Linked DNA regions of Mus musculus: all the other regions are linked to region 1. The links are chromatin contacts, called in public Hi-C, capture Hi-C and promoter capture Hi-C maps. All regions are on one chromosome and are shown on one strand. Each heading gives the region's core, a stretch centred on a gene start, on an enhancer-like site or on the middle of the called end of the contact. The rest is flanking DNA. Distances are from core to core; before and after follow the strand shown. Region 1 holds the start of Gnpda2 (glucosamine-6-phosphate deaminase 2). Region 2 has its middle 92 kb from the start of Commd8. Region 3 overlaps Corin (corin, serine peptidase). Region 4 holds the start of Nfxl1 (nuclear transcription factor, X-box binding-like 1). Region 5 holds the start of Corin (corin, serine peptidase). Region 6 has its middle 42 kb from the start of Commd8. Region 7 has its middle 16 kb from the start of Commd8.

Region 1 (3,382 bases), core at 188-2,687:
ACAATAATAAGAGATGAGCAGCGTTTATAGGAAAGAAGTCATGGAGTTTTTAAAACTCAGCCTCACAAAGGAACGCTGTCTTCATTTATGTCTATTAATAATCTAACATCAAAAATAACTTCAGAGTTATATCCAAAACTCCTAAACAACGGCTGGCTCTCACAGATATGTACTTCTAATATGATTATTCAACAAACAACCAGAAGAAAAAACAAACAAACAAAAAAAAAAAAAAAAAAAAAAACCAAAAAACAGTAAGGACCAGAAAAAGAACTTCACAGCGCTCCGGTATATCTAAGTTTTTCACACGTGCCAGGGCTCACTCCGTGTTAAACACTAAACGAGGCTCCACAGGCACACATTTAATGAGTTGACCCTGTTGCTTTAGAGTATTCGATTAACTTAATACTTTCTGAATTTCTGGTTATCCCCCACTTTCGAGGTAGAAACTGCAACTCAAATACTGCAGAAGTTACAAAGCTATTACGTTTTGGAGGGAACTGGACTTAAAACACATTTCAAATGTTTTATCCATATGGAATCACTAATAATAACTTGTAAAAGACTCTGGGCCCCTCTCCTTGGCTCCAGTAGATCTTAAAAGGAGTCAGAGAACCAGTTAGGTATCACAGTGTATTCATGCACTTGAGCTAAAATGAGAAACACTGCAAGGAAGCAACCAAAGGTCAGGCAAATTGTTTGGTTTTTACTCTGAAGGGAGTGCTCTTAAGGGAGTTCACCTCCAAAATTTCTCAGTGAACCCCCCTCACTCAGTATAAATTATTTTTATTCAGATGTCGAATACGCTCCTTTTCCTTGTTTTACAGTCATCAGAAACCTCAACTGTGGATGCTTTCTGATTCGGCATCGTGGCCAGGTAGCATTTAAACAAACAAACGCCAATTTGTCTTTAAGTGCTTACTGCAGGTGCCGATTCATTTGGGCAGGGCACCCCAGGGAAACTGGCTGAACCCAAGTCCCTGAACTCTCTATGGGGAGGTAACTTCTACACTGCGGAACTTTCACAGCTTTGGGCAGCCCAACAATCCACGCACGGGGTGTGCTGAGCTGCAGTGCTGAGCTTCTGCAACCCCCTCCCCAGATCTGCCTGCGCTGGGCCAGGACTGCTCTACCCTAAGCAGCCCGCGGCAGAGTGAGGACAGGGGGCGGACCGGCGCTGGAAACCTCCCGTGGCTCGGCTAAGGCCGATTGCACACCCCGGGCTCAGGGGCGTCAGGCAGGGGCGCCCAAGCCCTGCTAGACTTCACTCCGGGTCCGGGAATCTGCGACAACGAGCCGCGTCCAAGCCCCGCTTCGGAGCTGTGTCCCCCCTAAACTCACCGGCGGACCTACAGCCTCATCCAACGACCGAAGAGCCGGAGCTAACACACCCAGCAACCCGCCAGCGACTCCAGCCGGTGAGGACTGAGGAAGCCTGAGAACCCGGATGCAAACACAAACACAGGAAGGGACTCGGGAGGACGCTGCGCATGCGTACTGCCAAAGGTGGGGCAGGGGAGAGTGGAGCACTATCACCTGTGGCTTTTCCACCTAAGGGATGTGCTGGGCAGTCTACAGTCCTTGGGTCAGTCACCTGTCACCTCTCTCTTTCGTTAAGTCCTTCAGAAGCTGAATTGTGGTAGACTCCTTGTAGGATTGTAATGAACGATATATGACCTACTCGATCACTTCACCCCAGATATTTGCTATTCACTCTTCTCAACATCATCAACTGGCTCTCAAAAGGAATAAGAAGAGTTTATTCTGGAGTCAAGCAGGGATGCCTATGGTTAGAGAACTAGATTCCAATTAGCCCAAATACTCTCTTCCAAAGATGCAATCGTTTCATGGGGCATTTTTAGTAACAGAACAAAGGGAAAATCATAACAATATGCTTTTCAAAGGCGTTGAAGCATCAGATAGAAAGCTCCAACAAAATGGAAAATCCCTGTTATATACCTCAGTTGTTGCCTGATGATGTCTCTGGCATCTAAGTTTCTATTTGTTCCAAGAGCATTTCCCTACTAGGTTACACACACAAAGTAGGTAATAAGTGGTCATATAAAGCATTGAAACACCCCAAGATAATTTGTCTCAGCATTTCAAACAAAGAGTATGTTATAATCCCCTCTGATGGTTTAAAATAGGTGCAGTGTTACTTTGCGAGCACAGTAACTGTTCATTGAAATCCTAAGAACTCTTATCAAAATTAAGTTTGCAGAGAGGAAAAACCGAAACCCAGGATGATCTCAGAAAGTGGAACATAGATTATAGTATTGTGTAGTTTGTACTGAATAATTCTAAGGGGGTAGAGGAAGCCGACATAAACTCTGAACGTGTGTCTCAGTTTTTGTAAAGGTCAAAAAAAGTAAGTAAGCAGCAGTCACTTTTAGCCAACCTCTAGACTGAAGTCGGGGACCCCTATGGAAGAGTTAGGGGAAGGACTGAAGGAGCTGAAGGGGATGGCAACCCCATAGGAAGAACAACAGAGCTCCCGGAGACTAAGCCACCAACCAAAGAGCATGCATGGGCTGGTCTGTGGCCCCAGCTACATATGTAGCAGAGGACTGCCTTGTCTGGCCTCAGTGGGAGGGGATGGGCTTGGTCCTATAGAGAACTGATGCCCCAGAGAAGGGGGATGCTAGAGGGGTGTGGTGGGAGTGGGTGTGTGGGTGGGGTACTATCCTCTTAGAGGCAAAGAAGAGGAGTGATAGCACTGGGGTCTTGTGGAGGGGGTACTGGGATGGGGTCAACACTTGGAATGTGAATAAATAAAATAATTAATAAAAAACAAAACAACAACAAAACTGTTGTACCCAGTGAGAAGCTGATTCAGAATCCTGTTTCCCTAGACACAACAAAATTAAGATAAATATAGTGTGCTATTTACTCAGACTTCTAAACTGGGGTACCCTCATTGTAAATCTAGACTGGGTCAAATAGCCGTCTAGGTAAATCCTTCAGGCAAATCAAAAGGTTCTGATATTAGTTATGAAGTCTCATAGGACAGCTAATACTTTGAAAGGGAAGAATGTTTCTTATGATCATCGATTTAAGCTAATTTTAAAAATCAGTTGTTACCTTTTCTTAGTACTATCAGCTTCAATCAAAAGAGTTTTTATTGTGCAATATTGCAATTTTTTTTTTCTTTTCTTTTTGGTTTTTTGGAGACAGGGTTTCTCTGCATAGCCCTGGCTGTCCTGGAACTCACTTTGTAGACCAAGTCTGCCTCGAACTCAGAAATCCACCCGCCTCTGCCTCCCAAGTGCTGGGATTAAAGTCGTGTGCCACTTGGTACATGAATAACACTTTAAAAACCATACTTTTTCTTCACTGTTTTTACCTGAGTGTTTTGAACATTCTAACATAAAGCTAGTTTCAT
Region 2 (3,879 bases), core at 178-2,677, 2.7 Mb after region 1:
GGTAGTAGTGTACAATAAACTTGGGTTCCTTATATGCCAAATACTGGGTTAGGGATTTAAAGATCCGTAGAATGTGGTCCTTGCCTTAAAGAGACTTCTGGCCTCTGCAGAGGACACTGTTTAAACACAGCTGTTTCAGATAAACAGGCACGGTTTTATGTAAGATGGCAACGGTTGTCTAGCACAGCAAGGGAACGAATATTCACTTATATGCCGAGGCCACAGCAAAGACGGCTCTGGTCTTGGGAAATAATTATGGATATAGTTATTTAGATCAAAATTGTACATGGCTGTTTTGCGTCCTCTCCTCAACTCAAGAGCTCTCTTAGTCACGAGGGATTAAGTTATTTTGTCAGAGTCAGTGGAGTACTCTCTTTTGGGAGCGTCATTTTGATGTGAATGCCTCCTTACATCTTCCTGAGCGCTCTTCTTTTGTTTATATCCTTTTATGGTGGTTTCAGTGTCTCTTCTGCACTGCCAAGTATCTAGAAAGACCCAGTTTCATTTTGACAGTTCTTATCTGCAGAGTCCTGCTGACAGGAGTATCTCTTTCATGACGGAATACACATGCATGTCTTTACCTAGCTTTAGTATTGCTTCTATTGTCACGCTCACAGAACAGGATTTCAGCTTTATAGTCCTCTACTTGCCGAATTTAGATAGAATTTAAGAATACATTGTGATGGCTCATAGCAGGTGAATTTTAAACCTGTCGTGGACCCTGGTGATCTGAAAGGAGAGTGCATGTCACTTGAAAGGAAGGAAAGAAGAAAGACTTGCAGGCAAAGGAACGCGTCGCCCCTGGCTGGCTGTCAGGGGAGTCGAGCTGAGACAGGAGTGTAGAACGTGTAATTGCAAGCATTGTGCTTCTCTCATTAAACCTGTGATCACTCTCACCAAATGCCGGAGCAGAAACACTAGCTACGGTACCCCTGTCTTCTCCTTGCTATTTAAATAAAATTCCTGATAAGAGCAACTTAGAGTTTGAGTGGATACAGGCCGTCGAGGCAGGGAGGGCCTGGACGGAAGCCTGAGGCAGCAGGTCACTTTGTACCCAGTCAGGAGGCAGAACTGATGCCCTGCTGTTCCTCCTCCTTTATTCTGTCTAGGAACAGGTCTGATGGGATGTGCACCCACATTTATAATTGGTCTTTCCTCTTTAATTAAACCTTCCTGGACACACCCTCACAGACACACCCATTTCCTTAGACACACCCTCACAGACACACCCATTTCCTTAGGACACACCCTCACAGACACACCCATTTCCTTAGGTAATTCTAAATCCAGTCCAGTTGAGAAGGAACACCATCCCTGTCAAGGTCACGTGAGTACAGTGTCACATGACCCTGTTGCACTTTCTTCTGTCAAGTGCGTCTCCTGGCCTCTCTGAGGTCAGTGTGCTTTGCTTATTGCATCCAAGACTTCCTGTAACACAGTGGTGCTTCTTTAGGGCTGTGATTCAAAGCTGTACTCTCCGAGACAGACTAAAAGATACAGTGAGAAAATGAGGTTTCTATGACGACATGTTTGTGGTACTCTTGGGTGAGTTTGAGAGGCACTCTGCCCGGTGAAATGGGGTTCCTGCACTGCACCCCACTCTGATGGCAGGACTTCTTAGAGAACACCCATACCAGGAAGAGGAAGGCACAGTTGCCAAACATATTTGCTGATGAGAAAGCTGGCTGTAAATACCCTGGCTGTGGAATGTTGATTAGTCTCCTAGCCTGCTTATCATTTTTTTTTCTTATAGAAAGTTGTTTTTATAATACAAATGAACTGAGCAAAAAAATATTTCGTTCAATTCTCTGATATCACTTTTGAAATAACTGGTATTCATCAGATGTTGAGTAAAGTACAGCCATGGTAGAATTCTAAGCACAATAAAATACATACTTAAGTGTTGTGTATGTCAAAGTGAGAATCCTTTCAACTAGATTTTCATAGAAGGTGGTGTTTCTATCTCCTATTTAACTGGATAGTCAAAATATTCTCCATTTAAAACATATAAATATAGATTTCCCTTTTATTTTTATGTGCTTCATTTTATTGTTTTCTTTCTCAAGATATCATATGCAGTAAACTTCACAAATTAAATTTTTGGGGCTGATGAGATGGCTCAGTGGGTTAAGGCACTTGCTGCCAAGCCTGACTGCCTGGATTGGATCTCTGGACCCACATGGTAGAAGGAGAAAACCAGGGCTGGTGAGACTGTTCTTCCGAAGGTCCTGAGTTCAAATCCCAGCAACCACATGGTGGCTCACAACCATCCATAACGAGATCTGACTCCCTCTTCTGGTGTGTCTGAAGATAGCCACAGTGTACTTGCATATAATAAATAAATAAATCTTTTTAAAAATAGAATATACCATCTGGGAAGAATATACCATCTGGGAAGAATATACCATCTGGGCAGAGGTTGAAGCAGAAGGATTGGGGCCAACCTGTGTTATAGAGTAAGATCCTGGAAGCTGGAGAGGCAGCTCAGTAGTTACGAACCCTGGCTGCTCTTCCAGAAGTCCTCAGTTCAATTCCCAGCAACCATATGGTGGCTCACAACCAATTTTAAAAAAGAAAAAAAATGAAAAAAAAAGGAAAGAAAAAAAAAAAAGAAAGAAGGAGAAAACTAACCTCCTTAAATCAGTTTCTGATCTCCATGTGTGCCTCGGAGCATGCACACACATATATACACACATTCACACACATGGAAATAAGTAAATGCAGGAAAACATGAACATTTAGTTTACCATCTCACGCTTCACTTAGCTCCGTATTGTAGAGGTAATTGATGTTAGTAGCAATACTTTACCATATTGTCTCCTCAGGAAACAGACGTGGTACCAGATACCAGACTTTTAGACAAATTTAGCCAGCTTACCCCTCAGCTGCTCACTGGACTGGATGGCACCGCTCAGAGTTCACCGCTGGAGACTTTGTACATCATGGACTTCTTTATTGCACTGGCAATTTGCAACACGGTGGTGGTTTCTGCACCGAACCAACCTCGGCAAAAGGTAAATTTAAACGAGGGTTTTCCCTGCCAGGGAAAATATGGGGTTTACAGGCATCTATCTGTACTGGGTTTGTGATGATAATAAATAAGAACGCAGCAGGAATAGCAGGTGTGTACCATTTCCTTGGGACTTGTTCTTGGCTCTGCACTTAGCATAGTTTTTGGTCCTAATGTGTTTAGTGCTCTCAAAGCCTCAAGAGCTAGGCACTCTTGCTCTGTTCCTCTTGCATTTTTAAAATTACTAATTAATTAATTAGGACTGTGTTAATTAATTAATTAGTTACTTTACATCCTGACTGCAGTTCCCCTCCCCAGTCTCCTCCAGTCTCCCTGCGACTCTCATCCACTCCTCTCGATTTCTCCTCAGAAGAAGGGAGGTCTCCCATAGATATCAACCATCCTTAGCATATCAAGTCTCAGTAAGAGTAGATCCATCGTCTATTGAGTCTAGAAGAGGCCACTCACTAAAGGAAAAGAGTCCCAGAGGCAGGCAGTGGAGTCAGAGACAGCCCCTGCTCCCACTGTCAGGAGTCCCCCATGAAGACCAAGTTGAACATCTCTTACATATGTTCAGAAGGCCTAGGTAAGTCTTATGCATGCTCTCTTGTTGGCAGTTCAGTCTCTCGGAGCCCCTATGGGTCCAGGTCCGTTGATTCTGTAGGTTTTCTTGTGATGTCCTTGAGCTCTCTGGCTCCTCCAATCCTTCTTCCCCTTCTGCAGGATTCCCCCAGTTCAGCCTAACATTTGCTGTGGATCTCTGAATCTGTTTCCATCAGTTGGGTTTCTGCCTGTTTCTGTCAGTTGCTGAGGCTGGAGAGCTGTTACAAAGCTAGGCTCATAACCAAGAATGTTCTGCTGCATTGTAA
Region 3 (3,796 bases), core at 625-3,124, 2.7 Mb after region 1:
AGGATCACAGCAGGGTGACTTCAAACTTGAAGCAATCCTCCTGTCTCTACTTCCTGAGTGTTGGGATTGCAGGTATTCACTGTCGTATCTGATTAAAGGAACTATTTATAAATCTCATATGCAACAAAAAATGGAAACAACCCAAATACCTGAGGGGATAATTAAATGTAGTGTAATAATTCAATGAAATATTATTTAGCTACAAACATTGTATATACTGTAACATAGATAAGTGAGAATATTACCTAGACAAAAAGATCACATGTTATATGCATCCTTATTAAAACATCCAGAACAGAAGTGAAATATGGAGAGATGAAAAGTAAATGAATGATTTACTGTGTCTGAAGGGCAAGTGAGAGTGACTATGTACAGCCACATAGTTTCCTTTTGTGGTGATAAAAATGTTTGGACTGAGACAGTAGAGACAGTTGCACAAACACTGTGACTGTGCCCAGTGCCACTGAAATAGCCAAATTTGTTACATGTATGTTAGCTCAGTAAAAATCTAATATGCAAGAAATACAAAAAGAATGAAGTAAGACATTTAAGACAAAAGATCTTTTGTTTGCAGCTTAACAGTTACATTTCATGTGGCTTGTCAAAATTTGTGTTCTCGTAAATCTTTTCAGATCTGACTTACCCTCCGAACTCTCTGCATAGCTAAGTTTCATCATGTAATTGAATTTTTGTATTAAGCAATACGTATGTCTTGGTGAGAGAACCAAGATAAGCACTTTCAAGGGGTTTTCATTTATTGAATCAAAATCATATCCCATTTCATTGAGACACAATAAAGAAATTGCAAAAATGGACAATAATTTAATGGATCATGACAGCTATAATTTTTTCTAGTGCTGGAAAAGATTAAAGTTCTCCTACTATTATAAATTAGTAGGAGTTTCTCAAATTTCCAAAGATGTGGGTCTTTACATGGAAGAAAAGGGCCCAAGATGTTAGCAGTGATATGATTCTTCAAACTGGACAACAAAACTGTGCAGCTAGCTGCTGAATCAAATGGCTTGTTGTCGTAAACAATCGCCGTTTACTCAGTGGACTCTGGGGAGTGCTATCTACTCTGACTTTTAAGTCTAGAATTGCATGACTCCCTAATCTTTTGTTTTTCTCAATTCTGTATTTATACTCAAATCACACATATGTCGTTAGCATAATAAAACAAAATGCCATATAATAATATAACAGATACATACATATATATACACATATATATATACACACACATCATCATCATCCTGTATGTGTTCTGTGGTGGTACAGAGCATTATTCTCTATTGCTGAATGACCTGAAACAGAACACCTCACAAAACAGTGTGTGCACAGTTCATTCCATTCCATGTATGTAAATGGGTCTTCTCATTCCACTAAAAATCAAAATGCTGAATTACTCCTTGGTGTGTATTTTCTGTGTTACTTAGGATAAATAGAAATACCAGCAGCTTTGGCTTCTCTTTCTCAACTTCTTTTTAAAAAAATGTATGTATATTGTTCCCAATAGCCCCAGGGAAGGAGTATGAAGTGTTTTTTCAACCATGCTCCACAGAGGAGACCATCTTAATTCATTTATAAACAGTGAAAGTATTCCATTTCACACGTGCTTCAAAATACAATTAGTTCATTTACTTTTGAGACTTCATTGTAACAGGCTTGCAGCCCACACTCTTTAGAGCAGGTACCTAGAATTAGATAAATTCCTCACACAGGATTTAGTTCAAGGGCTTTGGAGAGCTCTGATTTTTCCAGTTCTACATCATTCATAAGGAAGATATTACCGCTAACATCCACAGAGCCCTCTGAGAAACCCGTCAAGTGCTACACACTACTGACCTTACCCTAAACCCATCTGCTTGCAGGCCAGCTGACTCAACGTCTCCCGCCAGCCGTCAGCACACACGTGGTGTTCCTTTGCAGATTTGTGAACAGTCAGCAATGAGGAGGAGTTCCCATTTTTAGAGAGGGTCACTGAAGGGGGAAAATGCGAGAAAGCCTAATTAAAAACACATCTTCTCCAGAGACCGTAAGTTTGTATGTCCTTGCTCTAATTGCATGCATCCATTTGTATTTATTTTAGTTGAGAACCATTTGGGGTTGATCCTCTCTGTGCAAATCACTGCTCCCTCAATGTGACAGGAGACTGAAAACAGTGAACTCAATATGTGTTGTGCTTTCAAAACACTGCAGACTCTAATGAAAGAGACAGGCAGCTATGGATTTTTCATTATGAGACAAAAGATGGTCAGGGGCAGAGCCTCACTGCCTTGAATTTACACAGGGATTATTCAAACTAATTGCAGGCAGTTATTTGAAACTCCATACTTTTTTTCCTTCAGCATTTGGGAGTACGTGAGGGTGGTAGACATTTATGATTGGTGTGATGTATGTGCAAACCCCCAGCCTCTGTCTGCACTGGATCAGCCATGGGTCATTTGTGGAACACTGTGTACCTGGTCACAGTGCACAGGAAACTCATTATTTGGCCAGTGGATACAGAAGACTAAGGTAGGAACTGAATGAATTAGGGGAGCAATGTGCACACAAGGAGGGAATTCATCAGATAATCAAAATGGCAGACTGCCACATTGACTGAGATGCCTTCCAGTCCTGCCCATGGCAGGAGCTAGACAGTTAGAAATCTCATCAGGGTGAGGAGCAGGGCATGTAGGTCAGATGGAGAGGTCACTTCTAGATCCTCTTCTTAAGGGTGTAAATGATCTAAGACTAACTGATTATTCATCACTATTGAACTTGGTGATGAATAAAACTTAAGTTCAAAAAATGGCATGCCTCCAAGCATTTGAATGCAAAGTATTACACACATAATATAGATATTTAAAATTGAGAAGTAACTTGGGGGGGAAGTTTTCTGTTACTTAGAAATAACTCGCATGAATCACCACTGTCAGCTTTTATAACAGTGAAACAAAATAGATGAACTTGGTTGGTAAAAGCCATGGAATAATTTAGGATTCATTGGCTTAGATGGCTGACAGGCGTGTGAATGCAGGGCAGGTGACAGAGACCAGAAGCTTACCACAGCCCCATTCATCAGAACTGTCTGAGCAGTCGACCCATCCGTCGCACCAAAGGTCACGCGGCACACACTCATGGTTGGCACATTCCAGCTCATTGTCTTGGCAAAATGCTGGCGGGGAGACCAAGAGGAAGAGGATGCAAATGTTTGAGAGAGCAGACGGAAGACATCGCAGGAAGAAAGCAAGCTCTGTTCATGTGCATAGATCGCTTCTTAGGGATCCTACTATTAAATTACTGTCTGGGTCACATACAAATCTCTTTTTGATTTTTTTAAAATTATAGTAAATCTCCTTGATTGCCTACTTAGCATCCATTTCCCGTCTTTCGTCCATGAAAAGGAAACCTGATGTTGTCCAGGGCTTCATACCAACCATCCCACATCCCAGAGGAAGACATTGATTAGTGTAACATTGGCATGGCTTTTTGCTGACTATTCTTATCTGAGAGTCATAATCAGTCCAGGATTAAATGCAATTCCACAACAGGTCTTTGCTCTATGATTTTATGATTTATGCCCTGCAAAACAGCATGCAACTAAACTCTGCTCACCACACCATGGGCCTTAGCCTGGAACCAGGCCAGGCTGGTGCAGGCAGCTTTTCCTAATCCCTGCCTGGAGCCATGCTTTGGGTGTTTGTAGAAAATGTCTTTTCTAATCCTCACAGAAGCCCCTTGCTACAGGCTGTCACCCTGCCCAGTGCTGACCCATGGGGAGTCCTTTAGTGATATTCCAGAGGAAGGAGCT
Region 4 (3,382 bases), core at 113-2,612, 3.0 Mb after region 1:
GGAGAACTGATGCAATTCTACTATAATTTCAGAAATAAAAATTTTAAACCTCTTCTGAAAAAATACCTTCCAAACACAAAACACTTTCAGGGACCACTCTCTTTTATCTGGAGTGTTATGTATAAACACTCTCAACGTCGCCCTAAAAGATCTTGGACCAAGGCTATTGGCAAATCCATCGTGGCAACACCTGATACATCATGGAAAGACATGGAATTTCTGCACTGGGATCAGTTAAAAACAACAACCAAAACGCTTACAGGGTCCAAAAAGTCAGGTAGCCTGGGAAAGATGGCTATCAACAACTGGTCTTGAAAGTCGAGTTGATTAATGAAGAATGGAGTTCCCAATCTGTTCGTAAATGGAATTCTGAGACCTTAGCCTAGCTTGCTGTTACCATACACACAGATGCGAAAGCACAAGGTCCTATTTTACGACAGATGTTAAACATCTTAGATTATAAAAGAAAACAAACTCTGGCGATCCATTTACTGAGTTAACCAAATCAGCTGCACACAATTGAAGAAAGTGACTAACAAAGGCAATTATCAATTAAAATGAGGATGCAAGCGATGAGATGAAAATCTGCCTGAATGGAGACGGTTCCCTGAGACTAAACTCCGGGAGCTGTTAAAAAGTGAATGAGAGACTTGGAGGGCCCTGGCAGCCAGCGATAAGTAGGGAAGTGACTTGGGGAGTTTGGTGGGGCGGGAGACCCGAGCCATCCTCACCTGAGCCATCCTCACCCCGGGCCCCCGGGGGCTGCGGGGCTTCGCCTCCAGCTGAGCGCTGCCCGCGACCCGCAGGGGCCAGAGCTGCTGCTCCCCCGGGGCCGGGGCCCGAAGACACCGCGCCCCCAGACCCTTTGGCTCGCCCTCCTCCAGCGCCACCAAAAGGGACTCCATTTCCTGAGAGGGGCACTGCGGTGGCCCGTCCTCGGGCTCGGCCTCGGCCAGCGGCCACCTGGCGCCAGGGAGCGTCCATCCCTGCAGCGGAGAGATAAAGGAGAAGGAGCGTGAACGGGCGTCCGAGGATGGAGGCGGCTGCCGAGGGACCGCAGGGTCAGGCTGGGTGCGGACGGACCCCGCGACACGGAGACCCGGGTCTGAGGAGGTTGCGGCCCTGTGTCTCCCGAGGGCGAGTCCCGCCAAGCCCAGGCTCGAGCGACGGGCGAGGAGGGAAAAGACGGAGGGCAGAAAAGAAGCACGGAGCCACGAGGAGCCCACCCGGGACAGGAAAAACCCAGCCACGGGAAATTCTCCTCAGCCTCAGGAGAAGTGCGGTAGGCACAGAAACGCGAACTGACCGTGCGGCCGCGGCCGCGGCCGGGAACCAACTGCTGAAGTGGACCGCACCGAAAAGCTACGTCTCCTTACCGACGGCGCCCACCGCCAGGGACTACAACTCCCAGAAGCCTCCGCCCGCGGACCGCAGAATGCGTGGCAGCGAGGCAGCTTTTTTTTTTTTTTTTTTTTTTCCCGGAAGAGACGAAGGAATGCTCAGTGCGCATGCGCGGTCGTTCGCGGCCTTTGGGGAACTACATTTCCCAGAGTGTTCCGAGGCTCATGAAAAGTAGACGCCTCCGTTGGTGGGCGTGCCGGGAGCATGCTGCTACTGGCGGCTGCTCCCAGGAAATACGCGAGGTTTCAGGATTCAGAGAGGGCAAAATTCACAAACAGTTGTTCTCGCCATAGTCTTGCTGCTTGCAGGTAGCAGGCAGGTCCTCGTCCAGGAAGTACTTAGAAAACAGAAGACGCCATGGGGAGCAGGATCAGAAGAGCCACGGGAGCATTGTAGGAAAAAATGGTTTGAGTGGAGAAAGCTTTCAGAACTCACAATGAAATCTAGCCCCTAGTATTAACCACCTTTTATACTTTAAAACAAGCTTTCCCTTAGAGACTGCTTCTTTTCCTTTCAAGGCTGCTCCCTCCAGTAGATTCATTAAGGAAAATAACTGAAAGCCAGCAGCTAATCTTTACGTATAGATTGCAGAAATTCATTTAGTGGTCTCTTGGAAAATGAGCTGAATTTTTGTTGATATTTGAAGTTATACAATCCTTAAATTACCCTTCAGCTTAGTTAATTTCCCAACATTTACCACAAATATATTTAGATGCCATTCAATGTGTCCAGGAGTGTACAAAATATTTACATATATATGTGTGTGTGTCTGTGTGTGTGTGTGTGTTTGCACATATACAAAGTTTTACACTTATAATTTATTGAGATGAGTTTTTTTAATATTATCTAGGCTGTTCTTGAACTCATGATTCTCTCACCACAGCCTTAGAAGTTGTTGGGGCTCCAGGCCTTCATCATCATGTCCATTGTGTCAATATTTTTTTTTATTCAAAATAACCTTATTTATCATTCCAATTTTACCACTGGGAAAACTAAAGCATAGAGAGGTAATTGTGCTGAAACTAAGCTTTAATTCTATCATGTTTTTAATTTCTTGTACATAGGTATTACATCATGGCCTATAATTCATCCAAAACCAGTAAATGTCGAGGGAATATTGAGGTGGCTGATGATAAGGAGACCCTCATAGAACCTTGGTGTGTAGCACAGATCTGCGTTAGCACATTGTCCAAATCTCCATACTAAACCTTCCTGAGAACACATTCCCTCCAGTCCTCCAAACATTAGTTATAAACTATTCTAATATTTATCGAGAGCTTCAAACAAGCATTCCTTCCTTTTCTTTTACATACCTGTTTAATAACATGTGGAGTCTCATCATTGAAACCAATTTTTAATAAATAAATGACACCAAAAAAATCTTTTTCAACACTCCAGCAGGGCCTGGGTTGCAACTAGGTAAAGTGACTCCTGGCCTCCTCTCTTAGACATATGATGATTGTGTAATTCTCTTTAATGTTCTGCATCTGCAATGTCCTGATAAGCCACGTGGAAACTAGTTACTCCTCGGCCTTTGTAATGAAACCTGTAAGTGGCTGGAGGTTTAAGTCAAGGGGTATGCCCTTGAAGGATTCTCTCTCTGTCTCTCTCTCTCCCTCCCTAACTCCCTCTCTTCCTCCCTCTTTCCCTCCCTCTCTCCCTTTCTCCCTCCCTCTCTTCCTCTCTCTTTCTCTCTCCTAGAGGTATGAGATTTGGCCCCCACCACACATGCCTAGAATGATATATCATTTAACCACAAATACAAATCAGTGAAGCCAGTCTTTTAAGATTGAAACCTCAGGAACCCATAGACCAAAGCACACTTTTCCTTTTTTTAAGGGAGTTTATCTCAGGAATGTGATATGGTTCATAGAAAGCTGGAAAACACATACGGCTATTCCAATTATATTGGAGTACTTTAAAAGGCAAAAACTTCACCTATTCAAATTTTTCCATGAATGTAATGAGAATTTATAATGAT
Region 5 (3,771 bases), core at 130-2,629, 2.9 Mb after region 1:
CCCCGGGCCTCTGGTTACAGAAACTGATTTTGAGTGTCATCTCATACAAAACTAGTGGGTATCGGGGACCGATGAGTGTTGGTAGTATCCTGACTGACACACCCCCAAAAGCCTAGTTGTTGTTTGTTTGGGAGGTTTGCCAACATGTTAGCAGCACTTCTAACTTCAAAATTCTGCCAAAATGAACCCTGAAACAGCAAGCAGCAGTGAGTCCTAGCTTGGCTCCCTTATCCGGTAGTACTCTGGTGTTCTCTGGTGTTCTCTTGCGGACTTTCGCGTCCATCAGTAGATTCCTTCCTATCCTAAAAATGGAAACTATAAACTATAAAGCACAGACATGGACATAGAGACCCTTGGAGCCTGGTTCTGTGAGCCTTGGCAGCACGAAGTTCTGAGAAGTTTCAGTGAGAGGGGATTGCTGGGACTACTTGCCTGAGAATCTGGAAACTGAGTCCCCACCTCGGTCCCCAAAATGGGAAGCTGCGCAAAGCGCGCCCACTGCTCTCCCGCCTCTAGAGCTCCGGCCCAGAAGTCCCGCACTGAGTTCAGGCAGAACCTTCCAGGACACCGCCTCGGGATGCCTTCCTAACTACCCCTCTCTCCCTTGCTGACACTGACTGATTCTGGCCCGCCTATGCGCAGCTGATTCCAAGACCCTAAGGACGCAGCAGATAAGGATGGCTGCAACCTAGACTGGGTTTCCCGAGGCTCAGGTCAGGGGGACCCTCGGCAGTGCCCTTCCTTTTTCTCTGCAGATTGTGGCAGGAAGGCTAATACTTCCCAGGACTGCGGGAGGAAAACCGTCCCAAACCCTAGCAGCTCCAAACCCGCGCCGCAAACCGCAGACAGTGCTCGGTGCGCCCGGGACGGGTACCTGTCCCAGAGTAAGTTCGCGAGCAGGGGACCCGGGCGTTTCCAGCTCTGAGTTGTGCGGTGCCAAGGCATAGGGCCATCCGGGGGCATTGACTGATCCCCAGTGGGAGAAGCTACTACAAATGGGATCTAGTCACGGAGCTAGTAGCAAGGGCGCGCGCAGTAGGGATGCAGGCTTACGTCTGGAGCAGGCGGGGCTCCAAAGCAATCCTTCCAGCTGCCGGGAGCCTGGAACTTGGACCCGGAGAGGAAGCCACGGGTCCCCAAGGGGCCGGGTCCGACGGCTCCACCTGCAGTCTCCCCCGGAACCCCCGCGCAGCCAAGACCGTTCAGTGCACGGAGGGCGGTGGTTGGAGGGACTCTGCAGGAGAGGTAGCATCGCCCAGGACAAGAGCAGCGGGCTCTCCGCACGGAGCTGACCCGAACGCTGAAGGAAACCCTGCCCATGACTGCCAGCGTCTCCGACGCCAAGCCACAGGAGTGAGGGACCGTCTGCCTGGGGACTAGAACGAGCCACTGAGAAGTCTGTGCTCACTGACCTACGGACGGGAAGGAGGTGGCACCCGATGAAAGGAGGAAGGGACAGGGAGAAAAAAGGTTGACTCTGAAGTCACCAGGACTCAGGCCACGCGACCTGTGTGCTGGAGGAGCGAGGAGGGTGGATCTTACCCTCTTTGGGGCGTCAGCTCGGCGGCTGTACTCCTCCGGAGCAAGGGCGGGGGGCCGTTTCGTGAACATATCTTTCTCCTCTGTCCACTCTTATCTCGGTCGCTTTTCTCTGCTCTATGGATCTCGAGGAGAGGCACTACGGGTGTCTTTCTCCTCACTCGGAGTGAAGTTATACTCAGGGGATTGGAGCCCCATATTTTGTCTGCTGGGCAGACCCCACCCGCAGACCACTCCCTCCCTTCACTCACGTCTCTGGGTCCTACCCATAACCCTTAATGAGACAGTTCCTCCATACCCACCCCAGCCTTCAAAAAAGTTATTTTTCTATGGCAGATGGAGAGCCAAGAGTCTACTGCCCCCATCCTCCACACCAGGGAAAAAACAAACAAACCAACCCTTCAACTATGGGGCAGCAGCTTTTGGCCTTTGCTGCTTTGTTGAGGGCAGAACTTTGTTGAGCAGTGTAAAGGGCTGCTCTCTTCCGAACTCTCATTATCACATCTAGAACAGTCTATCCCCTCATACAGGATTCTAGCCAGGCAAGTATCAAAATGAATGTCTTCAGACACTAGCGATCCAATGACAAGTTTGTTGTGTTCGAAAAGATGTCAGGTTTCGAAGGCAGGCATTATTCGTGTTACACAAATTGCAAATCTGTCTTCTGCTACAAGTTTAGGGGGGGAAACGGCGTTGCTGTTTGAGCTTCATGGGCTAGGAGAACTCGGGCCTGCGATTGTCTGACAAGAACCTGCCCAGGCTGAAATCAGGGGCCAGCAAATTCGCGCCCATCAGACAGGGAGCTGCATTCTAATAGCGTCAAGGAAAGCAGTGTAGACATTCCAAAGCAAAGGTTGCATTGAAGCCCAAGACAATTCTTAAATATTTATCGAAAATTGAAAAAAAAAACCGCCAAGGATAACAAAAATTTAAGTTTTCTTAAACGTGAGTTTTAAATGCATTTTTAATCAAAATTTTCAAAATTTCAATAATTATTCAAGGTTATACTGTAGCCCATCTCCACTAGAGAAGGCTACATATAGTAAGCAGACAATAAGACCTTGAGTATCATTGTGTGGACAAAGGCACATTTGTACGAGTGGAAGGAAGTGGTAATGGGTACTTTGCTTCCGAAAAGACATGGAGTGTGGGAATATCATCTATGTGTCGTTAAAGACGAGGGACACTTGACCTCAAGTTATTCCAGCATCAGTGAGGCATGCCATTTCTAACAAGGGTTTCACAATTCACAAACCTGAGTGTTCCAGCATGCCGGGCTCTGCACTAAGCATTTTGCACATACCCTCTTTAACTTAGAGATGAGAGGCAACTGGCATAACCCGCTGAGGTCATTTGGTAGGCAGTGACCTGACACTCCCCAGAGATGGTGGCATTTTGTGACTGAGTTCTGACTGAGACACTGCCTCAGCGCACACCACCACCCACAGGAACCCCATCTGAGAACCCAGAGCCCAGGAGACACATTTGCCAACTCCACCCTGAAGGCCAGAGTTAAGCAGTCTGTGATGGAACAGTGGGTGTACGTTCACCCATCTTGAAGGCTCAGTTGAGTTTCTTTCATTTCAGAGTTCTGCCCTCTGGTGGAGATGATGCAGGAACTATAAACCTGAAATAGCTAAGTAGATTCTTCATGGTGTTCCTGGCTCTTCTATGTTGGGTTCCTAAGGCTGACTGTACTGAGAAGGTGAACGCTCCGAATACCTCCTCCTAATAGCTGCAGCTGCTGTGAGTATCAGAACCAGTAGTCGAGGTACTTTACGCTGCTGGGAGCCCAGTATAAGAAATGAGAATGAACATCTATGTTTAGACTTTGTAATTTTTAATACTGTAAGAAAACAAACATGTCTTATTTTCAAGTTAATTTAATTATGAAGTGTACTCATGGTGATCTTTTTAATGATCATTGTGAAATTATTCTTTTTAAAAAATCATGTCACATACTTAAACTTATATTATGAGAGCTGTGGTTGTTAGCTTTGCTAGGCAAGTGCTAGCCCCTCAGTTTATTAAAACATTAGTAATCACTGTCCATGTCTTAAAATACTCTTAATTTTACAAAAATTAACATCTCTGGTACCATTCTGGACGTTTTATTGTCTATCATTTCAGGCATATATCAAACTATTCATATATTTATAATAAAAACCAAAAACATTAGAGAGATTTATGGGGATTACTGACAAAATACCCATGTGTGTGTTAGTCATAGAA
Region 6 (3,493 bases), core at 835-3,334, 2.6 Mb after region 1:
TAACACGGACACTACCGAGGGATCCAGGTGTGAAGGTCAGCTTTTACCACAGAGGCGGCTACTTATCATATACTTTTTGAGATTTTTCTTAAAAAGGAAAAAGCAAACAAAAACTTAGCCCAGCAGAGGTGAAATATGCCTTTAATTCCAGCACTCAGCGGGTAGAGGCAGACAGATCTCTGAGTTTCAGGACAGCCAGGGCTACACAGAGAAATCCTGTCTCAAAAAACCCCCAAACCCTCAAAAACAACAATAGGAACCCCAAGTCCTCAAAACTTAAAGTATTGCATGTATGCCCTCCAATTTAAATGTAGAAGCATTCTTAACTTCTGCTTATTTAGTGCACCATCATAAGTAGGTTTCAAAATTACAGGATGTAATCTGTTTATGGTTAGAGTCAATTTTATTCTTTAAAGATGAAAATGGAGGAAGATTTACTTAAAAATAAATCTTCATGAGAAAGATGGACTTAAAAATAAAACTCAATTATAATACCTCAAAGTTAACCAGCATTAAGATTCTCAACATATTTTGTAATACATTTTATATAGTGTATCTACTTTTGTGTGGTTTTTTTTTTTCAGGCTCGTTTCCAAAATACATTTCAAAATATATAAAGCCCCAGTGAATAATTCATGATGTAGACTTTTAGAAGAGGACAGTTTGAAACGAGACTCCTGTAATGACAACAGAATATTTCAGGGTGATACTGAAACACTGCAGTCCCACCAATGAGCCCAGACTGGAAATAGGCTCACATCTAAATAAACCTGGTTTTGTAGTGTAATAGTCACATGAAATTTTCGCAGTCACAGTAAGTCGCATTAAGATTGACTTAAATACTTTGCTGTCAGATTCATAATTAAAGACATACCGGAGATTATTAAAAGTTCACCTAGGTACATGGGAGCTGACGGAGTAACCGGATGTGAGCAGCTACTCACTTGCTTTTGTAACATCGAGTCAAGTCAGTCTCTGAATCTCATTCTTCTTGACTTTAAAATGAAATCTTTTGTTGGATATTTAATGTTATTTTCACCTTTACGTATGGAGTTTTTGAGTTTCTGAGCCTTGCCATCTTGAAAAATAAGATTTATTTTTATTTGTGTTGTGTGTGTGTGTGTGTGTGTGTGCCTGTCTGCATGAGTTTATGTACGTCATGTGCTCGCAGGCTCCTGTGGAGGATAGAGAAGGGTGTTGGAGCCCTGGAACTGGAGTTACAAGGGTTTTGAGTGACAGCACTGGAAATCAAACCCAGTCCTCTGCAAAAGCAGTCGGTGCTCTTAACCACTGAGTCATCTCTCCAGCCTCAAGCCCTGCTGCCTTTCAATTGCTTTCCTTGAATGGCACACACGCTAGTCTTTAGCAAGTAAGAAGTATTCCTACTGTTTATTGGTCTATTGTACACGAATAACTTACATACATTCTTATGAATGTCTAATAACAACCCGACAGGGTAGGTGTGACTATTGTCATGTATCTTTTATGGAGAAACTGAGGCTACTAAGAAATCTTGCTGGGGCTGAGTGAGGGAGTATGAATTGGAACGGTTCATCATTTGAAACTGAGGTTTTAAAAAGAAGTCCGTTCTGTGCATCTTGCTGCCCCTCCCTCTTTTTAACAGAAGGATAGCTTGCTTTGATCCTGGGTTTCGAAGCAGATTCTTGATTTGGAAGCGGAGTATTTATTTCTCTTTTGTGTGAGGGATCATTTTGTGTACTGTGGGATATTTAACAGCTTCCCTTGCTGGTGGCTTCCATAACAAAAAGTGTCTCCAGGTAATTGCCTAACCTGGCCCTATTTACACCATCGGTCGTCTAAAGCTGAATGGAACTGCCTTCTCGGGCAAAGGTGGCATGACTTTAGGACAGCTTAAGGATCAAGATGCAATCGACCATATAGATCTCTGCAAAGGATCTGCTCATCCATTCAGTCCTTGTCCTAACTGATCAGCCCTCGTTCTCGGAATGTTTGTTTTGTTTGAAGAGGATTATTGCCAAGATGCATAGTAGAACTCCTAGAGCCTGACTGGCAGTGGTTCATGTATTTAAACAGAGTCCTTGGGTACCTGCTCTGTGACAGGCATTGTTAGGTCACGGTCAGAACAGTGAATGAGATAGCTATAGAAGGGATGCTGATAGTAACAGAAAATGTTAGCTCATTGATCTTTATCTTCCTGAGAATAATTTCAAGACTGTCTTGGTAACCACAGTCCAGGGTGTTGACCACAGTTTACACACACACACATACACACACACACACACACACACACACACCACATAAAACAGGAGTTCGCCCTCGGCGTGGGTGCGTAAAGACAGCCCGGCAGGAGATTTGTATTCTCCCAGTTTAACATGATCCTTTGGTTCCAGAGTTCAAAGGGAACACTGCTCTGAGTCCCGGCTTCCTTGCAGAACTTGCTTATTTATTTATTGGTTGGTATTTTAATGCTCTGTTCTGCTCGGAAACCTGCCCTGGCCTCTGTTTGTCTCCTGGCAGCCACTCTCTGAGGTTTGTGCTAATGAGAGAACCCCATGGGGTTCATGGCTGATCCCTTTGCTAGACTGTGTACTCCTGCAGGCCAAGAATCCTGTGGAGATGGTGCGGGACATTAGCTTCGGTGCCCGGAACAGGACCTAGCCAGCCTGTGGGAGTTTTCAGTACTGGTTTACTAAATAACTAGAAGGACCGAGGTGTCTCAACAGCAGAAAGGGTTGTATTAAGCCAGTGTTGCTAGTTTCAGTCTTACACTTCTTGAAGACCATAGTAGTCACAATTCCCTTATATATTTTTGGGGTGGGGGGTGGGGTTGGGTTTTTTTGTTTGTTTGTTTTGGTTTTGGTTTTTTGGTTTTTTTGAGACAGGGTTTCTCTGTAGAGCCTTGGCTGTCTTGGAACTCACTCTGTAGACCAGGCTGGCCTCTAACTCAGAAATCTGCCTGCCTCTGCCTCCCAAGTGCTGGGATTAAAGGTGTGCGCCACCACTGCCCGGCATTCACTTATATTTATAAACCTCTGGTTTGGAGTTAGAAGAGTTTTCCTCTTTGTCACACCAGATTCTTGGTAGGAGTGGGATGGTGAAGCCTATACAACCATGTGTGTGCATTCACAGAGGTGATGAGAACAAGAAGACTCAGACACAGATCTGGAGGCACCACCGGGTACCTTAGCTCCCAGGGTACTGGTGCTATAACTCCCAGAGAAGAAAATGTACTGCGTGCCTGGTGAGATGCAGGAGCGAGTGCATGTTGTATGAAGATGTCCATCCCGGATGGAATTAATTGTTTGCTTTCTGTGATGTCTTAAGTGGTCTGAAAATCTAGGCTGTTCAGAAGACCGTCCTCCCTGAGTGAAACAGAACAACGGGGTTTAAATACTTCAGCTGCACTTAAAACTTGGCTCTGCTTGTTTTATTTCCTTTGTTACGTGCTCCTGTTATGTTACAGGATTAATGGCGGCTTCACGGTTCCGTGCTGTGGATCGTAATGCAACCT
Region 7 (3,431 bases), core at 483-2,982, 2.6 Mb after region 1:
CACTTCCCCCTTTGGGTTGAAGGCTGGGTGTAGACAGGAAGCTCAGCTGGGTGTGGCTAAGTGCAGCGCAGGATCTCTGTCAGAGATGAGTTCCAGGGCAAGGCACACACCCAGGAACAGCTTAGGAGAACTGGTTCCATTTATGGAGGTGGTGGGTATTTATGGGGAGGTGGCCAGGGTCTCTAGGGCAAGGTTTGTGTGGCTGTGTACCGTTGTCCGGAGCAGAGGTATTGGAAGATACTTCATCTACACACTCAAGGCTTTGGTAGCAGCAGGGGATGGTGGGTGGGGGATGCTCATAAGGTCAAGAAATGAAGCCTGATAACTGTCTGGGTAATAGTTTCTTACAAGGGTTGATGGCGGGGAAGCTGGTTTTATGGCACCAGGTTGGGGCCTGGTTAAAAAAAAAGAAAGAAAGAAAGAAAGAAAGAAAGAAAGAAAGAAAGAAAGAAAGAAAGAAGAAAAGAAACCAAAAAACAGAGGTGAGGATTCAACCTAGGTAGACTTTGAAGGTTTTAAAGAAGAAGGAGGAGGGAGAGGAGGAGAACGAGAAGGATAGGAGGAGGAGGAGAGGGACACTACTGCCATAGTGGGCAGACCAGGCCTGTAACAAATCTCCAGTTGAATCATGTTTGAGGTAGCTAGGGGCTGAAGCTCTGTAGCCCCGAGTTATTACATTCCCGTGTGTGTGTGTGTGTGTGTGTGTGTGTGTGTGTGTGTGGTGTGTACACAGGTGTGCAGAGGTGCTTGTATAACTATACACACCTGCATCTGGAGGTCAAGGTCAGAAGTCTTTTTCTATCACTCTCCGACCTTATTCATTGAGGCAAGGTCTCTCTCTTGAACACAGAGTTTGCCCATATGGCTGGTCTTGGCTAGGCAGCCTGCTCCTAGGTTCCCTATCTCTGCCTTATGGCTACTCAAGATCACAGGTGGGCCGACACACCTACCTGACCTGTACATGCGTTCTAGGAATCTAAACCTCTTGCTTTCAGAGTTGTGCAGCAAGCACTTTAACTACTGTGCCATCTCCCCAGCTCTGCTCTTTTTTTTTTTTTAGAAGAAACCCCATGTTCCCTCCCCTCTTTTTTTCTTTTTAATAATCAGGAACAAAAAGCAAGGAAAAGCCCAAGAAATCCTCAAGGGAGTTGCAGGGACTAACCATCAAAGCCCGTAGTAATAACGAAACTCACTTTGTGTTAATAGTCAATGCCTATCAAAAGACAGCTGCAGAGGAGAAGGGGAACTGAACCAAACTGCGGGGATTAAGGAACTGGCTAGCGTGTTTGAGATCTTCTGGGTAGATCTAGGACTAGAGAGAAGCCACGCCCTGCTTGACCCAAAAGATAACACAGCTCTGTTGGCCCCGCCCCTTTCATATTCATGCCCCTTGCCTTCCTGCTTTCTTCTTACACTTACCTTTCTGACTTTTCTTTCCTTCTACTTTAAAACACTATATATAGAGTATACATATATTCAGCTCTTAAGTATTTGTCGGCCGATAGGAGTAATTTACTGACAGTGAAATGGTCGGAAGAGAAACAATAATGAGAGACAGAGAGCCCCAAGGAGACAAGAGCTGGTAGATGAGACTATTAGCTTCCCAGAGAAGTGAAACTGCTTTCTCTAAAGAGAGGGTGTCTTACATACGAGGCAGACTGACGAGAGGGGAGAACTAATTGAAGTCCACTCCAGATGGCTGGACTCCACAATCAACTGCAGAAAGTAAGAGTGACTAGGCGGCGGGTAGAGAGCAGGGTGGAGACTCGCTCATGTTGTATTTATTGGACGCTTAGAGATAAACAGAAAGATTCCTGATCAAGAGTATGTGTTCGATTGACTTAACTAAACTTCCCAGGGGAAGCAACCGTTTTCGGGGAGTGCTCCCATCATGCACTCCTGCAACACTGCCAGGCAATGCAATGCAACGGGAGGAGGCCACTGCTCGAGCCTCTTCCTGATGAACAATACACATACTGTAGGTGAATGAAAAAAAAAAAAAAAAAGAAAGAAAAAGGAAGGGCATGACTGCTCCTAGGTACGGTGGAGGAGAAAGTTTATTGTCTCTGCCCCACAGTTGCAACAGCCAGGTAGGCCTGGCTTACTATAAAAGGGGCTGCTTGCCCCTTCCTCTCTTTCTTGTCCTCTCTGACTCTCTTCTATCACTGACTCCTTCCTCCCTCCCTTCCCCCTCTCTCTCCACGTGTTCCTGACCCCAGCCTTCTCTCCCCCCCCCCCCACAGTGTGTGTCTTTCTGTGTCTCTACTCTCTTCTTAACTCCTTTTCCCATGCCCTAAATAAACTCTATTCTCCACTATACCTGTCCTCAGGGGGAAGGGATACCTCAGCATGGGCCCTCCGAGGCCCCCTCCCACTCATCGTACTTGGCACTACCAAACATATTCCTGGCTGTTTGTTTGTTTGTTTGTTTGTTTTTTCGAGACAGGGTTTCTCTGCATAGCCCTGGCTGTCCTGGAACTCACTTTGTAGACCAGCCTGGCCTCGAACTCAGAAATCCGCCTGCCTCTGCCTCCCGAGTGCTGGGATTAACGGCGCGTGCCACCACGCCCTGCTCTTCTTTTTTATAAAACACAACAGAGTGCATAGCAGAGCCAAGCATCTGGGAGAGTCCAGAGTGGGCAGGAATCTCAGCCACAACACTGAGTCATGACCCTGAAGAGAAGGGAGGCGGAGGGAGAGGGAGGAAGCGAACCAGAGGCAGCAGCGAGAACAAGGGGTTAATAAAGGGGGGACATGGGTGGGTAGATGGGTAGATGGGTGGATGGGTGGGTGGATGAGTGACCAAAGCAGCTGGATTATAAAGAGAAGAGCTCTAGGGGAAGGACAGTCCAGCCCCTGGGTTGGAGAGTGGGTGATGGATAGGTAGGTGGGTAGGGGGCCCAGGTATGCCAGCCATAACCTGTAACACATAGAGAAGCTGGGTGAACCTGACTGCCAAGATCGACTTAATATGTTAATAGACACATCAATTACCCATTTGTCCCAGGGTTTCAGTCTTAATTAATGGTAGGGAAGGAGACAGTCAGAGCCCAAGATCAGGTAGGTTACAGAGCCAAAAGTTTTAGTTAGCAATGCAGAATTGAGCCAAGCCAAAGCAGCTCTGTCAAACCAAAGGTCCCAATATCTGGAAAGACCTCAGCACTAACTAGTAATTTGAGTATGCTAGACACATCCTGCATATTATAGCTCTTCATGCCCAAAATCTTCAGCTTATCTTATACTTACATATGCTTTGGTGGTGGTGGTGTTCACCCTTTAGAAACCCACTATATCCAGAAAGTTTTCTTCTTTGCCATTAACCAAGTTGCTCCCATAGCACTTTAACTTCCACACTGAGGAGAACTTCTCACACTGCCTCACTATTGTCTGGTCATTGCCCTTCTCCAAACCTCGAGATCAAGCCCACAGTA

Evidence for each region. Promoter capture Hi-C pulls out the DNA fragments that hold promoters and counts their contacts. A called contact is a pair of places that touch in the nucleus more often than the background predicts. Capture Hi-C pulls out chosen DNA fragments and counts their contacts.
Region 2: a contact with region 1 is called in a promoter capture Hi-C map of stem cell-derived epiblast-like cells, with 9 times the contacts expected there. The contact joins the enhancer-like site here to the promoter of Gnpda2 in region 1. A contact is called at or near these places in 13 of 39 promoter capture datasets (the 3T3-L1 cell line, the C10 cell line, the HPC-7 cell line and 8 more), 6 of 484 Hi-C or Micro-C datasets (cerebellar granule neurons, cortical neurons, forebrain and 2 more), 5 of 115 datasets of contacts at active chromatin or transcription factors (embryonic forebrain, embryonic limb bud, forebrain and 2 more) and 2 of 9 other capture datasets (embryonic stem cells and liver).
Region 3: a contact with region 1 is called in a promoter capture Hi-C map of second pharyngeal arch cranial neural crest, with 7 times the contacts expected there. The contact joins the enhancer-like site here to the promoter of Gnpda2 in region 1. A contact is called at or near these places in 9 of 39 promoter capture datasets (the 3T3-L1 cell line, the C10 cell line, the HPC-7 cell line and 5 more) and 1 of 9 other capture datasets (adipose tissue).
Region 4: a promoter capture Hi-C map of stem cell-derived epiblast-like cells shows a contact between it and region 1, with 8 times the contacts expected there. The contact joins the promoter of Nfxl1 here to the promoter of Gnpda2 in region 1. A contact is called at or near these places in 11 of 39 promoter capture datasets (3T3-L1-derived adipocytes, the C10 cell line, cranial neural crest and 7 more), 3 of 115 datasets of contacts at active chromatin or transcription factors (astrocytes, extraembryonic endoderm stem cells and stem cell-derived neural progenitor cells) and 1 of 9 other capture datasets (adipose tissue).
Region 5: a contact with region 1 is called in a capture Hi-C map of embryonic stem cells, with 9 times the contacts expected there. The contact joins the promoter of Corin here to the promoter of Gnpda2 in region 1. A contact is called at or near these places in 8 of 39 promoter capture datasets (the 3T3-L1 cell line, cranial neural crest, embryonic stem cells and 5 more), 1 of 115 datasets of contacts at active chromatin or transcription factors (embryonic forebrain) and 2 of 9 other capture datasets (embryonic stem cells and embryonic tail).
Region 6: a promoter capture Hi-C map of liver shows a contact between it and region 1, with 6 times the contacts expected there. The contact joins the enhancer-like site here to the promoter of Gnpda2 in region 1. A contact is called at or near these places in 15 of 39 promoter capture datasets (the 3T3-L1 cell line, the C10 cell line, HPC-7-derived erythroid cells and 8 more), 2 of 115 datasets of contacts at active chromatin or transcription factors (astrocytes and embryonic forebrain) and 2 of 9 other capture datasets (adipose tissue and liver).
Region 7: a contact with region 1 is called in a Hi-C map of B cells, with 5 read pairs. The contact joins the enhancer-like site here to the promoter of Gnpda2 in region 1. A contact is called at or near these places in 9 of 39 promoter capture datasets (the 3T3-L1 cell line, the C10 cell line, cranial neural crest and 4 more) and 1 of 484 Hi-C or Micro-C datasets (B cells).

Annotation. Positions count from the first base shown.
Region 1 is chr5:69,590,867-69,594,248 of GRCm38.p6, forward strand. Gnpda2 (glucosamine-6-phosphate deaminase 2) reads right to left here and starts at 1,438. Exons shown (of 7, transcript NM_001038015.2): 1 at 1,342-1,438.
Region 2 is chr5:72,258,099-72,261,977 of GRCm38.p6, forward strand. It overlaps the pseudogene Atp10d. Among named protein-coding and RNA genes, the nearest start is that of Commd8, 92 kb to the left of the region's middle. Within about 2 kb of position 1,428, at least 45 of the 459 cell types and tissues checked have an H3K27ac peak or open chromatin away from gene starts, as enhancers often do.
Region 3 is chr5:72,327,762-72,331,557 of GRCm38.p6, forward strand. It overlaps Corin (corin, serine peptidase), which reads right to left. Exons shown (of 22, transcript NM_016869.3): 15 at 3,050-3,160; 16 at 1,851-1,980. Among named protein-coding and RNA genes, the nearest start is that of Gm23712, 89 kb to the right of the region's middle. Within about 2 kb of position 1,875, at least 11 of the 459 cell types and tissues checked have an H3K27ac peak or open chromatin away from gene starts, as enhancers often do. A contact at or near this core is called in second pharyngeal arch cranial neural crest, where this site is marked.
Region 4 is chr5:72,558,283-72,561,664 of GRCm38.p6, forward strand. It overlaps Nfxl1 (nuclear transcription factor, X-box binding-like 1), which reads right to left and starts at 1,363. Exons shown (of 23, transcript NM_133921.3): 1 at 1,307-1,363; 2 at 732-986. The coding sequence starts at 984.
Region 5 is chr5:72,502,829-72,506,599 of GRCm38.p6, forward strand. It overlaps Corin (corin, serine peptidase), which reads right to left and starts at 1,380. Exons shown (of 22, transcript NM_016869.3): 1 at 1,054-1,380. The coding sequence starts at 1,320.
Region 6 is chr5:72,208,402-72,211,894 of GRCm38.p6, forward strand. It overlaps the pseudogene Atp10d. Among named protein-coding and RNA genes, the nearest start is that of Commd8, 42 kb to the left of the region's middle. Within about 2 kb of position 2,085, at least 29 of the 459 cell types and tissues checked have an H3K27ac peak or open chromatin away from gene starts, as enhancers often do. A contact at or near this core is called in liver, where this site is marked.
Region 7 is chr5:72,182,914-72,186,344 of GRCm38.p6, forward strand. No RefSeq gene overlaps it. Among named protein-coding and RNA genes, the nearest start is that of Commd8, 16 kb to the left of the region's middle. Within about 2 kb of position 1,733, at least 111 of the 459 cell types and tissues checked have an H3K27ac peak or open chromatin away from gene starts, as enhancers often do. A contact at or near this core is called in B cells, where this site is marked.